Linked DNA regions of Mus musculus: regions 2 and 3 are each linked to region 1. A link is a contact called in public Hi-C and promoter capture Hi-C data. All regions are on one chromosome and are shown on one strand. The core of a region is the stretch at or near the end of the contact, and the rest is flanking DNA. Distances in the headings are between cores, read along the strand shown.

Region 1 (4,741 bases), core at 1,553-4,052:
TCATCTCCTCCTCTGTCTCTCACGAAAGATTCTGTCTGAATCTTACCTAACACAGCATGAGATGGCAAGATGAACAGAGGCAGAACTAGTTACATCCGGCAGGAGGTCAGAGGTCAGGCTGTTTATCCAAGCTGGTCTGGAGTGCCTTTGTTCCCCCCCCCCCCCAGGGTAATGCTGGTAGGGCTAGGAGCTAATCCCTGTGAGCACAGACATCTAAGGACACCTCCATGTTGTGCCACTACCACTGCTTCACTTATGTCCATAAATGGAAATCCTAGATCTGCCTGAAGTGGTAAAAAGGAGGCCACTCTCAGACAGAGCGCCGGGCGGGCGGGCGGGCGCACAGCACCTACCTCGCTCCAGCTCAGTCACCCTCTGCAGCAGGGCGTTCAGCGTGCTCTCTGTCTTCTGCCGGTGAGCCGAGGTCTCATTATGAAGCAGGGACTTCTCATCTTCCAGCTCCGCCACCTTGCGTAGCAACTGCCTCTCCAGCTCCCCGAGCCTCCGCTGGAGCACCTCTCGGAAGTCGCTCGGCAGCCCAGCGTTAGACACATTTGTGCGGAGCTGGAGCTTTGGAAGGGTGGGAGGGAGAGAGATTCAGGCCAGCTGAATAGAAACTGTGGCACGCAGCTCCAGTGACCCAACCACACAGCAAGGAGCTTCCAAAGCGGCTCAAAGAGAACATTTTACTGATGCCCCCCCGCCCCCCGCCGCCGCCGCCTTTTTGGTAGGGAAAGGCTTTCAAAGTCAGACAAAAATTACTTCCCTGCAATATTTGAAACTTGTGAATCTCACTTTCTCCTCTCGAAAAAGCTGCTTTTCTTCTCTTACCAAAAAGCCTAAAAATTTGGCCAACATCTACAATTCTATGTCATAAAAAGCCCAAAACACAGTTAAGATTTTTTTTTCAAACAGTTAATCAATGGTACTCAAAGCCAGCGAGCTTTCATCTAGAAATGAACACGGTCCCCAAGTTCCAAAATGGTACAAGGGCAAACGGGCTCTGCCATATTCCTGGAAAAGGTCAGGTATAATACGTTACTAAACCCCAGACAGCTCCGTTTTTAATGTATCCAAACCCTCACTTCCTATTTCTCTCACTCCTCTGCCATCACGCTGGCTCGGAGGCTGCCAGCCACCCTCAGCCATGAGCCCTTGGCAAGCGCCTGAATCCCTGTGTCCCAGTGTACCAGATTATAAACTGTAGAAAACTGGACCTGCCTCGAGCCATTCTCTATTACAAGGGTTAAAATTAAATACTCTGCCTGAGTCACACTTAGAACTCAAAAAGTGTGAGCTCTCAGTAATCATGACTCATGGACCCACAGATGCTGGGAATACTGTATATAGCAATCATGCCAAAAGCAACACTCCGATAATTTAGCAATAATTAACACCTGTAATTTAAACCTCATTTTTGCTAATAGGTATTTTTGATAAACGCTGTTAACAGAAATGTCCACACTTCTTAAACAAGGTGGGAAGTAAGATGAAAATTAATTGATGATTTCTCCCCCAAAGTTCCAAATTACCCACGGGAGAAGATAGCGAGATAAAGTCCGTTCCCCTAAAGTCATAGCTAAGGGCATCTTTAAAAAAAAAAAAAAAAAAAAGCTGACTCTGTGAAGAGGCGTCTTTGAGGTTAATAAGGGGCTTGCTTACATCCTGGGGTCGCTGGCTTTCCCCCTCCACTATCCTGCAGATCAGTCAAGACCAGTCCTCCCACACCCCGACGCAATTTGTCAAAGAAAACACCAGATGCCCAGGGGCAGCTGACCTCCGGTGGCAGTCTCAGCACTGGGTACAGCCAGCAGGAGCGTGTCCCGCTTCTGAAAGTGGAGGTTTGCAAAGAGGAAACAGGCTGCCGGGGTCACCGGGTTTTGCCCTCCAGGCTTGGCAGTCTGGGTTCTTTAGGTAAAAACCTCGGTAAGTTCACGGTGAGTCTAGTGGGTAAGTCCCCGCGCGCGACGGAATGGAGATGGGGGTGAGAATTTCACCTTTCCCATCGAACGTGGGGACAGAAGAGGACAAGGAGACGGGAGGCCATCACAGTAAGGTCCAGAGTAGGAGCGAGACTTGCACCCCCGAACTCAGCTCTCCCCGTGGATGGGGGCGCCCGGCCAGCCCACGTACCCATTTCTCCCGCATCCTCAGTCCCACGATCCCGGGGACCACCACCCGCTAGATGCCACCGCGCACAGGTACCTCGAGGCTCTCCAAGCGGTCCTTGAGGGTTTGCAAGGAGCGGCTAAGCTGCTCCACGACGTGGCCCGGGTCCCGCGGCAGGTCGCCCATGGTGTCCTTGCCTGTGCCGCGCGCCTTGCCGCCCGCCAGCCCCTCGCAGCGGGCCAGCTTGCCGGTGAGCTCTCGGATGGCTTCTCGCTGGGCGCCCAGCGTCTCCTTCTGCTGCACGACGGTCTCGCGCAGCTGCAGCACAGCGGCTCGCAGCTCCTCCTCGGGGCTCAGAGCGCCTCCCTGCATGGGCATCGCGGGCAGCGGGCAGCCGGCGCGCGCCGCTTCGGGGGGCAACGCGGTGCACACGAAGCGGCTGCCAGGTATCGGGCTGTCCTGGGCTCGTCCGGCGGCCACGGCGAGCGCCACGCCGACGGTCAGCAGCGCCAGCATCTCGCTGACCTGTGTGCTCACTTCAGCATGGGTCGCTGGTTTGCCGTCTGGGCGCCTTCGCGGCCGGCTACGTCTGTCCGAGCGCGGCACTCGAGGGAACCGCGTGCAGCACGGAAACGGCAGCACAAGCGCCGCCTGCCGTCGCAAAAACCCGCTCTCCGCTTTGCGCGGCGTTCTGGCCCGGGCTCTGCCCGCGCGCCCTTTCTTAAGCTTGGAGGGTGGGGCCACAGGCGCGTGGGGCTCGCGCCGCGCTCTCTGATTGGTCCGCCGGCGTTCGCGTCACGCGGAGGGCGGGGCGCGGGCGCATTGCTAAGCTGGCCCAGGCGGCTGGGTTCTGTCGTGGGTTGGGTTTCAGAGACGCGAGTGCAGGATCCCCAAGGCTCCTTAGGAAAGGAAACTGGGCTTCGGAAACGGTCAGAGAAAGCGTCGGCTGGCCCCGCACGGTCAAAGAAGCCCCGGGGACAACTTGCCGCCCACGATGAGAGGTGTTGGCGCGGCTTCCGGCTGAGAAATCCTGACCGAGATGACTCCACTTGCCTAGGAGGAATTCTCCCAGCGGGACTCGAACCCGGGTCTTCCACGCGAGCCACCTACGCGGCTCGCGTGGGCTTCCTTGTTCTGGCGCGGGAAGCACGACGGTCGATTGCAGAGGCGGACAGTCTGTAGGCGTACCCAAAATCCCAGGCCCAACCCCAGAGAACTCAAGGGGAAAAACGGAAGAAAACAAGAAAGAAAGAAAGAAAGAAAGAAAGAAAGAAAGAAACAGACCAGCAGGGACAGAAGTGGGTCCTGGATGCTGCAAGAAAGAAGGGGATGCCCACACAGAAGACCAGGAGGCAGTAGTCACGAGTTCACTCGAAGGTTCTTGTGCGGGGACAATATCCTTCTAGGCATGACCTTATTTATTTCGCATGACCTCGGTTTGATGAGAACATCCAGCCGGAATAAACATGATGGGGCCATGGCAAAGACTGGGGCCCCGTTCTTTTTAATGCGGGAATCCAACAAGTCCACTTTACACCTGGAGACTAGTATCATCAGATTCTTGGAGAAAGCCTAATATTAATACCCAGAAACCCCGCAAAAGATTGGGAGGGGGTATTTCAAAATCTTACCCATGGCTTACAAGTTCAGAACAGTTACACACTTAACAGACTCAGCTGGTTTACTGTGAATTAAAAATGAAAAAAAAAAAGTTCCCCCTTTTTAAAGAAATCCTGTTGCAAGGTCATTAATCACATTACCCATTCTACCAGAAACAAATGGATTTGTCACTTGTGCAAAGAAGCTGGGGTTGATTCTGAAAACAAATTGTATCAAAATAAATGAAATTATTATGATAATACAAAATAGACTGCAGTGATTAATCTCTGGGAACCAAATTCTGACCTGTTTTGCACTTCAAACAATAGCTTCTGTTATGTAAATAGTTGTGGGGGTTTTCAAGGACAGTGTTGCTAAATTATAAGGAAAGTTCTATTCATGAAAAATCTCTTCAAGGATTAAAAACTACAGACAGGATATTCAGTCTCCACAGGACCCAGAGCAGGACTCAGAAGCGAGGATGGCTCAGGTAAGAATATTCATCAATGGAAAAGGTAGGGTGTAGGCAGGGGGGTGAACACTGGGCTAATGGCTTTGTTGTCTAGACTCACCACAAAGAAGTTTCCCCTTGTTGAATTTGACCTTGAGTCTACCATTTCTTCCTAGACTTTCTTTCTTTGGCTACATGGAAACTCAAAAGCTCAAATAACACCCCCCACACACACACACACACACAAACTGCAATCACGAAGGCAACAAAATCTCAAAACACTTTCTAAAGTAGTACATTTTTAGAGGATGCTGTAAGGTACCAAATCCAGGCATGTTCAGAATTACCCAAATATAGACATGCTGCTTGAAGTTACCACTCACAGATTTAATGCTCTTTTACTCCCAGGCCAGGGCAGATCTTAATTGGGTGTGACAAATAGATTATCATTGTTTCTTTGTAGTTCTCCAGCCCTTTCATGACATGGACTAATAATTCATATTTGCAACTACTTGAAGCCAAGGCTTGTCCTTTTAATAATTAAACGTATTTCCAGAATTCTAATTTCCTCCTGACCAAAGA
Region 2 (4,741 bases), core at 656-3,155, 450 kb after region 1:
TTAATTTTCTATTTAAATGTCAATATCCTTACATAGCAACATCACTACCTTTCTATATAATCTTTCCCAGCTTCCCCGGTATTTTCTGCAATGTCCACTCTCATCCTGGTTGACTATCGACTTCTGTCAACATTCAGTTATCTTATCCACTGACTCAGAACACTCAAGTCACCAAAAAGACTTGATTCCGAGGCGATAGCACAAACACAGTGCTACATTATATAGTGTAAGCACACCACTTAATACTCAACTGAAGGGCACTCAATAGCATATAACCTAGGGTAGTTCTGGAAGCCATTACACCTCTTTCATTGTAGATTTTTTTGAAACTCCCATATTGACCGGAGGCAGTTCTGCCCTTAAACCTTGACCTCAGGTGCGTTCCAGAGACAGTTAAGACTTTAAGTAAACTGGGAGGTGGGTGTAGAATCACAAGACAAGGTGAATCAAAGACCTAAGTTTGAATCTAACTACAACTTGGCTGTGTCACCTTGAGTATATCTTTTGATCACCAGGGTTCCAGGATCCTCAAAGCAAAAGATGAAGAAATTGGACTAAATTATCTTTAAGCTTTCTTCCAACCTCTAAAGTTCTTTGAAATGTCAATACCTCCCCCTTCGTTGAAAAAAAAAAAGAAAGAAAGAAAGAAAGCCGTAATGATGGAAAGTTAGCCTAGATTTGTTTTTTTTTCTTAAAATTTCTGAGATGGTTTCTTTGGCTGAAGTTTTATTTATAAACTCCAAATCAAAACTATATGCAGAAAATACAGAAGGGCTGAGAGCTTGAAAAGAGAATCACTCGCTGAAATAGTTCAATTACCCTCAGGCCAATTTGTCAGTGGATACGCAAAAGCTGCTATGCTACTCCAGTCACTAGCTTCCTAAAACAAAATTATGTATCGTTTGTTCCTTTCTCATCCCCAGCGACTCATTCCGAAAAAATAAATAAATAAACAGATAAATAAACCAATAGCCCAACAACCACAGCATCTAAAATCAATTTACAACTTTAGAACAAGTTTCGGTGAGCCAAGGAAACTGCACAGCTTCCGCGAGTCATTGGTTTCATTTAAGGAATGACGAGAAATAAGAAACGGTTCTTATAATAAGACGGGAGAAAAGCCACCAGAGGCAGGTGACATCTGGAAGAAGAAAAAAAAAAAAAAGGAAGTGTCGAGGACAGAAGCTGGAGGTACCTTTAGGGCAACAAGTTTAAGAGTCCGGGAAAAAGAGTCCCCCGGGAGGTAGGGGAACCCATCGCTGCCACCTCGCCCCGCCGTCTTCCCCAACCCCCACCGTGTCGCCGCGCCCCCGCCCCCCATCCCACGCCCCTGCGGCAAGAAATCTCCCTGAGATCGCGGGCATCCCGCGGCCTCCTGCCCTCGGCAGGCCTCCGATCCGCCGCAGAGGTGGCCCAACCCCGCAAGCCCGCCGCCCTCGCCGCCGCCCCGCAAGACGCAGCGGCCCCGCAGCCCCCGGGCTCCGCTCACCTGCACCTGTTTGCGGAAGTGGCGCGGCCCGGGCACAGCCGACCGTCAGGAGCAGGAGCAGCAGGAGCATCGGCGGCGGCGGCGACGCCGGCGGCCCCGGCATCTCGTCCACCGCGCGGTCCCCCACGGGGCCGGCTCTCGGGTCGCCGCCTTCAGTCAGTCGGTCAGCCCTCCGCGCCGCCTCAGCGACACCGGCGCCGGCTGCTTCGGGACACACGTCTCTTTAGCCAAACGTCAACCTTGTTCCTGGTCTGCATCCGCCGCTCTGGCCTCGGAGCCAGCATCATCCTTCCCGCCCGTCAGCGCCGCCACCGCCGCCGCCGCCGCCCCTCAACAGCAGCAACGGCGCCCAGCCTGCGGAGCCGCGGGCCCAGGCAGCCGCGCTCCCGCCGCCATGATGGGCTGCGTCATGTGACGTAGAGCTGAGGCGGGATGCCGGGACCGACACCTGGACCAGCCAATCGTCAATCCATACTGACTCCGGGAGCCCCACCCTCTCAGCCATAGGCGGCAAGGTGGCGATCGGTGCGCCCCCTGCAGACAGAGGAATGAGGCGTGGGCAGCAGGTAACATCGACAATTATTTTAGGAAGATATAAAGAAGTCCATAATAACCCACATAATTTAATCTGGGACTTTTGTCTCTCTTTCTCCTACTTTTTATTTTTCTTTTCTAATTTTTACCAACATGGTTCTCGGTATTTTATCCCCGGTTTTACTTTCTTCATTTTCACTTATCAGAACTTTCTTAGCCTCTTCTTCTTAGGCTGACCCTCATATCAGATAAGCTCTTGAGGAAACGTTGAAATTTTTAAAAATTTTAATTGATCAAGCACAGAATGTTTCTGACTTCACTTACTGACGTAGCAGTGAGCTCAAGCCAGCTCCTCTGCCAAGACAGCCAGCCCTTCCTGCCCCCTCTTGTTCACCTGGCAGATGCGCATCCTTTCATTCGTCAAGACACACCTGGAATATGTATGACTTCATCGATGGCTTCACCCCAATCCCACAAATAACTGAGCATCCACAGCCCCGACCTAGCCCAGCCCTGGGCCGACTGTCATGTTTTATTGTTCCTGTGACTGTAAACCCCTTGAGGACAGCAGCCCTGTCTTGAGTCACCTTGGAGCTCCTCCTGGGTGTTCTCTACTGGAACTGTGCTAGGTGTTGGTGATGGGTGTGAGGAGGGAGCAACTTCCAGGTGAGGTAGAAGATGTCTCAAATGCAATGAAGAGATTGCTTGCCTTGCAAGCTTGAGGGCCTGAATTTGATCCCCAAGAAATCCACATAAAGAAAATCTAACCTTAGTGGACAATGCTTGCTGAAGAGGCAGAAAAAAAGATGGCTCGTAGGACTCGCTGACAAGCCAGACAAACTTGCTAGGTAAGTTTCGGGCCAATAAGAGACCCTGCCTCAAAAACAAAAAGTGGACCCTGACCCCGAGGAAAGACACTCTTCTGGCCTTCACACACACACACACACACACACACACACACACATACATACACAGGGACAGGTGGAGAAAATGCACACACATAAACAAATCACATGCAAACACAAGCAACACATACATCCATGCACACAACACATACATCCATGCACACAACACATACATCCATGCACACATAATAGAAAGGGAGAAAGTGTTTGACTGTAACACAGCTCTGAGCCCCTTCCTTGGGGTTGGGGAGACCACCTTTGCTGACTCTGGGAGTCCAATTTGTGAATAAAAACACCTGAAGAGCTGCCTTGCATCTTATCAGGTGGAACTTTAGCAACTTGCAAGCCCAGAGCTTCACCTGGTTTCCAAACTCCCTCCAAAAACCCATTGTAAACACTTAGCTGTCCGTGGTGCTAACTGACTCAGCCCGGGGCACAGGATGTCTAGGGAATATGTCTGGTGTTGATCGAGGCAAGCCACACTAAAAACCTGAGGAAAGCAGTAGCCGGCCTGTGACACTTGAGCTCAACTCGGCCTCTTCCTGCTGATCTTTCTGGGCAGAGGGGAAGGAAGGCAAAGGTCTAGAGAGGAGGTACAATTGCCCCGCTGTGCGTTGACTTCCATCCGGAAGCTCTACCCACTGCATCCAAGGAAGCCGGGAATTCATGCTCCAACCTGACAAGAGGCTCTGTGAGGAGCAGAGCTGGCTCAGTGAAAGCCCTTCCTCATAATCCTCCTGGTAATTAATCATAATTAAGATGCACCCCAACAACGAGGCATTCTGCGATCACAAAGCAGGTCTTGTTATTATGTGAGCAAGCCCCACAGTTGAAACACACACAAACACACAACTGTTTTCCCCCTCCCGTGGAGCACGGGGTAAGGTACACATTCCTCAGAGGCTGTCTAATGGAAACCTTTACCCCAGCCCCCACCGCACCGCCTCTACCTTTGCCCCGCACTTGTCTCAGAGACTCCTAGTTAGAGAATCTGCAAGACAAACAAAGACTTGCTGGGTTGGTGAGGTTTCACCTCAGAGTCAGGAAACAAAAAAAAACAAAAAAACAAAAAAACAAAAAAAACAAAAAAAGAAGAAGTCAGCTTTTAGCATAAGTTAAACTGAGATTTCCCTGGGCTCGGAATCAATTATAAGTCAGTGGTTCTGTCCCGGTTTGCACTTGTCTGCAGCCTTCTCCAGGTTCTCCTCAGTGCCAAGCCACCGTTCAGAACACCCGACCTCCTGGCATTGTGTGTTCTGCCAGCCAGCCCTGCTAGCGGCTTGCACGCCGAAGGATATGTTTCGCACAGGATGAGTTGCAGCTATGAAGAGGTGGTGCCCTGTGAGCTCAACTCTCATCATATGGGGCATCCAGGAGGGTCCTGAGGAAAGCCATTGGTAAAATCGTTAGGAATTTTGTGGGCCAGTAGTTAAACATAGCCATTCTTTCTAATGAAGGAAAAAAAGAAAGAGAAAAGAAGATTGTTTTGTGAATTTTGTTTTGTTTTCTTTTGCCTGCTTGTATGGCTGTATCTGTGTTTGAACTGTGCCATTGGAGACTGGAAAAGGGTATTTAATCCTCAGGAGCCAGAGTTACAGGCAGTTGTGAGGGCTCCAAATGGGTTCTGGGAACTGAACCCCAGTCCTCTGTAGGAGTGACAAGTGCTCTTAATTGCTGAGCCCCTCTCTCCCACCTCTTGCTCTTCCTCTCCCTCCTTCTTCTCTTTCTTTTTGAGACAGAGTCTCATGTTGTCGTAGGCTGGCTGTGAACTCAGTACAGAGCAAAAGATGACTTTGAACTTCTGATACCCCTG
Region 3 (4,741 bases), core at 1,076-3,575, 320 kb after region 1:
GTTATTATTATTATTATTGGAAACAAAAACAAGAACCAAGCCGGGCGTGGTGGTGCATGCCTTTAATCCCAGCACTTGGGAGGCAGAGGCAGCCTGGTCTACAAAGTGAGAAGTGAGTTCCAGGACTGCCAGGGCTACACAGAGAAACCCTGTCTCAGGGGGAAAAAAATACTCCCGAGGCACAGGCAGGCAGATCTCTGAGCTTGGAATCGGCTTGGTCTACATAGCCAGTTCCAGAACAGTCAAGGCTACATACTGAAATCCTGTCTCAAAACAACAAAACTAAAATTCCCTTTTCACTTCAGGGCATCTTGCTTACATTTACATCCGTTGATGAACTAGCATCTGTAGGCAGTGTCCTCCCCCCCCCCCCACCCCCCCCCCACCCCCGGCAAGGAGAGAGGGACAGACACACTTCTGATTTCAGTTTTATTTGTTCTGTGTGGTTTGCGTGTTGTCACGTATATACAAGGGCGTGTGACCATCTAGAGGCCAGAGCGGAAGGCTGTAGTTTGGCTCATACTTCAAGAGTCCAGCCCATCCTGGTGGGGAAGGCAAAGTGGCTCTGTCAATTCTGGGAGAGGCTGGTGAGCCCTGTATTTTTTCTAAACCATTTCTGGAACTCTTCATTAGGCAATGCACAGTGATGGCCAAGTGACCCAAACCTGATTAGACAGAAAAGCTAAGAAGGGAGAAGAGCTAGGTGACAGAACACGGGCAAGGCCCCGCTTCGATCCCCAGCACTGCAAGCAAAGACCAAACAGCATGCTCGTACCACACACCTTCCTTCACCCCAGATATAGCAAAACATCAAGTGTCATGATACAGCCTAGAATCTCGGCACTCAGGAGGCTGAGGAAGGAAGGTTGCAAGTTCAAGGCTAACCTGAGCTACATCGTGAATTCCATCCCAGCTTGAGTAATTCAGTGAGACCCTGTGTCAAACCAACCAACCAACCAGGCAAGTCAGCAAGATGGCTCAGAGGGTAAAGACACTCACCTGAAAACCTGAACTCAATTGAATATGGATTCTCGCTTCACAATAGAACTAGACAACCAATTCCAATAAGTTGTCCTCTGACCAAAGACAGAGAGACAGACACACATACACTAAATAAATGTTGTAAGGAGAGAAAAAAAAAAGACCCCCTAAAACTAACGAGGGGCTGGAGAGATGGCTCAGACATTAAGAACACCTGCTCTGCAGTGAGGACCAGAATCAGATCCAGCGTCCTCTTAACACACCAGGTGTCCCTGCAAATGACTTAACCTTAACCCCAAGGTGAGCAGAAACCAGGGGGTGTCAGGGGGTTGCTGGATTCCAGCCTAATGAAGACAGTAGGCAACCTTGCCTCAGAACAGGCAGAATAGCAGCAGAGAGCACCCGGTGGATGCCCTCTTCAGGCCTGTGTGGGTTATATACAGGTACACACACCCCTACACACAACACATACATCTGCTTATACTCTCACACATAAACAAATCAAAATCTAAAACACACTAATTAAAAAAAATAATACAGAATTTACCGGTGAGGTGGCTCAGTAGGTAAAGGCTGAGAAGCCTGAAGTACTGAGTTCGAACCCTGGGACCCACACGGTGGTAGGAAAAAAACCAACTTTAGAAAGCTGTCCTCTGATCTCTGCACCTAGCGCATTGCGCACGTGCACACAGGAACACACATACAAATAAATATTTTTTTAAAAACTAAAAAGTTAATAAGAGGCTAGAGAGATGGCTCAGCAGTTAAGAGCACTAACCCGGGGACCCGGTGTCAATACCCAGCATCCACATGGGAGCTCACAACTGTGACTCCAGTACCAGGGGATCTGACAACGTCACACGGACATGAATGCAGGCAAAAGAAGGCAAACTGCACAAGGCACATAAGAATAAATAAATCTTTAAACAAGAAATGAAGAATTAGAAATGACGACTATCCTTTCTTATGAAGGCTGGAAAACAGACTCCTGTGTCAACTAAAGAAATCCAACCCTGAAAAAACCTGACTCCGCTTCGGGAGCGGTGCAGGCCGGTGTAGACGAGAAGTGCTTCAGGCAAGAAGGAGGGACGTGCCGGAGAAGGTTGGAGCGCAGGAAGCAGGCATGTGAGGACGCGCTGGGACCCGCGGAGTCCTGAGAGGGGACGTAGCAACCCGCTCCTTTCCTCCCGACTAGCACAGAGCGCCGCTGGCTAGCGGGACCCGGCGCGACCTCGAGAGTGCGCACGCGCGCCACCCCGAGCCGGAGAAATTGCGGCTGAGCGCAGCAGCCAATCGTGAGCTTCCAGGCAGTTGCGTCACTCCGAATCTGGCCGATCAACGCTGAGTTGATTATTGCTTCCGGCCCGCCCTCTAGCCTGAGGCCGGGGGAGGGCCGGACTGTAGCTAAAACCGAGGAGTACAGAAGCCTCCGCTGGGAACCCGCCCCACCGGGCGTGGGCACAGGTAAGTGCGGCGCGATGTCCCCGTAACATCGGTGACAAGGGCCGTGGAGACTCCGATCGATGTTATTTGGGTGGCACAGAGCAGAGGTGCTCCCAGTTTTCCGATCCCTCTCCTCCATTGGCTGCGTTAACTGGGACGATCGAGGGAGGGAGAGGGGACTGTACTTGTGTTCTCTGCTGCACACCTACAGGGCACCACCCCTACCCCTGCTTTGGAACCCCTAAATGTCTGCTCGTGAACCCGCTTCATAGCATGACCCCCATTGCAGCCTTTGCAGCCTTAGGACTGCAGAGATTTGAAGACGCCGATCGCCGAGCCTGCATGATTTTAGAGAAATGGAACATCCAGGAGCCTGTCTGTAGCCTTTCTTCTCCCTTGACGTTGGGAGCAAATCTGCTTGCTTTAGGATTAGTGTAGGCAGATGGTCACAGCCCTACAGCTCCGACATATGCTCCTGGTGACAGTGCAGGGGACCCACCTGTCGCCCAAGTGCAGGAACTGGGATCAAAGCCAGGTCGCTTCCTGCCGGCTGGGGCTGGGCCCGACTCTATTTACTCTCCAGGAAGGGCCCCCACTCCCATACAAGCTCTGATATTTCCTGTCTTCTTTTTTAACCCTAACATCACCTTGGAGTGGTCCCTGCGCTTGGCAGCCAGGAAACAACTTTAATAGCCAGTGCACATCAGACAGGAGTGAGGGTGTAATAGAAAAACCAGAAGAAGTCTTGCAGCCTGAAGACAGATTCCGCAGAAGTAAACGTTTTGTGGCTTCTGTGTGCTGTGTTGTGGCCTCAAGAGCATCTACTGCCCACTGCTTGCTCTGCTTTTTGTTTGTTTGTTTGTTTGTTTGTTTGTTTTTATGTATATGAGTACACTGTAGCTGTACAGATGGTTGTGAGCCACCATGTGGTTGCTGGGATTTTGAATTCAGGACCTTCGGAAGAGCAGTCAGTGCTCTTAACCACTGAGCCATTTCTCCAGCCCTGTTTTCTTGTTGTTGCTGTTGTTTTTGTTTTTAATTTCTTTGTGTGTGCAGATGCACAAGCGGCTGTGGAAGTCAGAGGTCAACCTGCACCATCCACTTTGTTTTTTTAAAGCTGGGATTTCTCACTAGCCCGGGGCCCACTAATTAGGCTAGGCTAACCAACCAGGAAACCCCAGGGATCCATCCACCTCTTCAGCTCTAGGGTTATAAGCAAGTGCCATTGTGGCTCACTTACAAGTATTTTTACAGTTTAGTGTGTGTGTTTTGCGTGTGTGCGCACACGCATGCGTGCGTGGCTCATGGGTGGAGATAAGAAGACAGCTTGCTGGAATGTGTGCTCTCCTTCCATCAGGTGGATCCCAGGGACCGAACTTAGGTTGATCAGCTCCGCAGCCACTATCTTCACCCGATCAGCCATGTAGCTGACCATGCCCCCATACTCACTTAAAAAGAAAAACAACAACAAAAAACATGGGTTAAACTTGGGTCCTCCTTCTTACAATGCAAGCACTTTACCAACTGAGCCATCTTCCCATACCTCTTTGTGGGTTTTTGTTTTTGTTTTGAGAGAAGGGCTGACTACGTAGGCCAGTCTGGCCTGGACTTGGAGCAACCCTGCTTTGACCTTACAGGTGCTGAGATTACAGGCACAGGCCCCTACATCAGGCTATTTTTTGGTCTCTGAAAGGATCTGTGAATAAACTGACCCAGAACAGCAGGTGGCTTTTGTGGTGGTGAGCCTTTTGAACCCAATGACGGAAGGGCCACGTTACATTTGTTTTCAGAGGTTCATGGTAAAGCAGAGATTGCTTCTATGGGATATGTTCTCTCTCTCTCCCTTCGCTTCTGCGAAACAAAGATATCTCAGATTCCCTGAATCACAAGATCCACACACCCAATTTCAAGAGTCCTGTGACCCAGTAACCCAAGTCAGGTTGCATGGTGATCTCACAGGAAGTGGTGTGTGACATCCTGTGGAGGCAGAAAGGAGCTGTGGTTAAATGCCAAGATGTTTACCCTGGGTGGCCTTTAGGTCACATGTGCCTGATGCCCGAGTCCCCACTTGGAAGGGAGTTTATAAACACACCCCATAAACCCCCCTTTCTCTCTAGCGTTCCTTCCACTAACTGCCCAGAAGGCTCAATTATGTCTGAAAGAAAATTACTGCTTAGTCATTTATTGGAAGGAAAGTGTTTCAAATCCATCTTTACCTCTTGAGCTCAACCTTCAGGCACAGCTTGACTTAATTGATTGTTTTTACCTTGAACTGTGTCTTGGCTTTGGAAGAGACATTGCGATGGAATCTTACTAT

The links. Promoter capture Hi-C pulls out the DNA fragments that hold promoters and counts their contacts. Hi-C and Micro-C count contacts between places; a contact is called where the count stands out from the background.
Region 2: a promoter capture Hi-C map of hippocampal neurons shows a contact between it and region 1, with 2.8 times the contacts expected there. The contact joins the promoter of Lmtk2 here to the promoter of Nptx2 in region 1. A contact is called at or near these places in 1 of 39 promoter capture datasets (hippocampal neurons) and 1 of 115 datasets of contacts at active chromatin or transcription factors (embryonic stem cells).
Region 3: a Hi-C map of nephron progenitors shows a contact between it and region 1, with 2.4 times the contacts expected there. The contact joins the promoter of Tecpr1 here to the promoter of Nptx2 in region 1. A contact is called at or near these places in 2 of 39 promoter capture datasets (cranial neural crest and hippocampal neurons), 1 of 484 Hi-C or Micro-C datasets (nephron progenitors) and 2 of 115 datasets of contacts at active chromatin or transcription factors (embryonic stem cells and stem cell-derived neural progenitor cells).

What each region holds. Positions count from the first base shown.
Region 1 is chr5:144,543,948-144,548,688 of GRCm38.p6, reverse strand. Nptx2 (neuronal pentraxin 2) reads right to left here and starts at 2,802. Exons shown (of 5, transcript NM_016789.3): 1 at 2,206-2,802; 2 at 354-570. The coding sequence starts at 2,625.
Region 2 is chr5:144,097,525-144,102,265 of GRCm38.p6, reverse strand. Lmtk2 (lemur tyrosine kinase 2) reads right to left here and starts at 1,905. Exons shown (of 14, transcript NM_001081109.2): 1 at 1,490-1,905. The coding sequence starts at 1,592.
Region 3 is chr5:144,221,199-144,225,939 of GRCm38.p6, reverse strand. Tecpr1 (tectonin beta-propeller repeat containing 1) reads left to right here and starts at 2,325. Exons shown (of 25, transcript NM_027410.2): 1 at 2,325-2,445.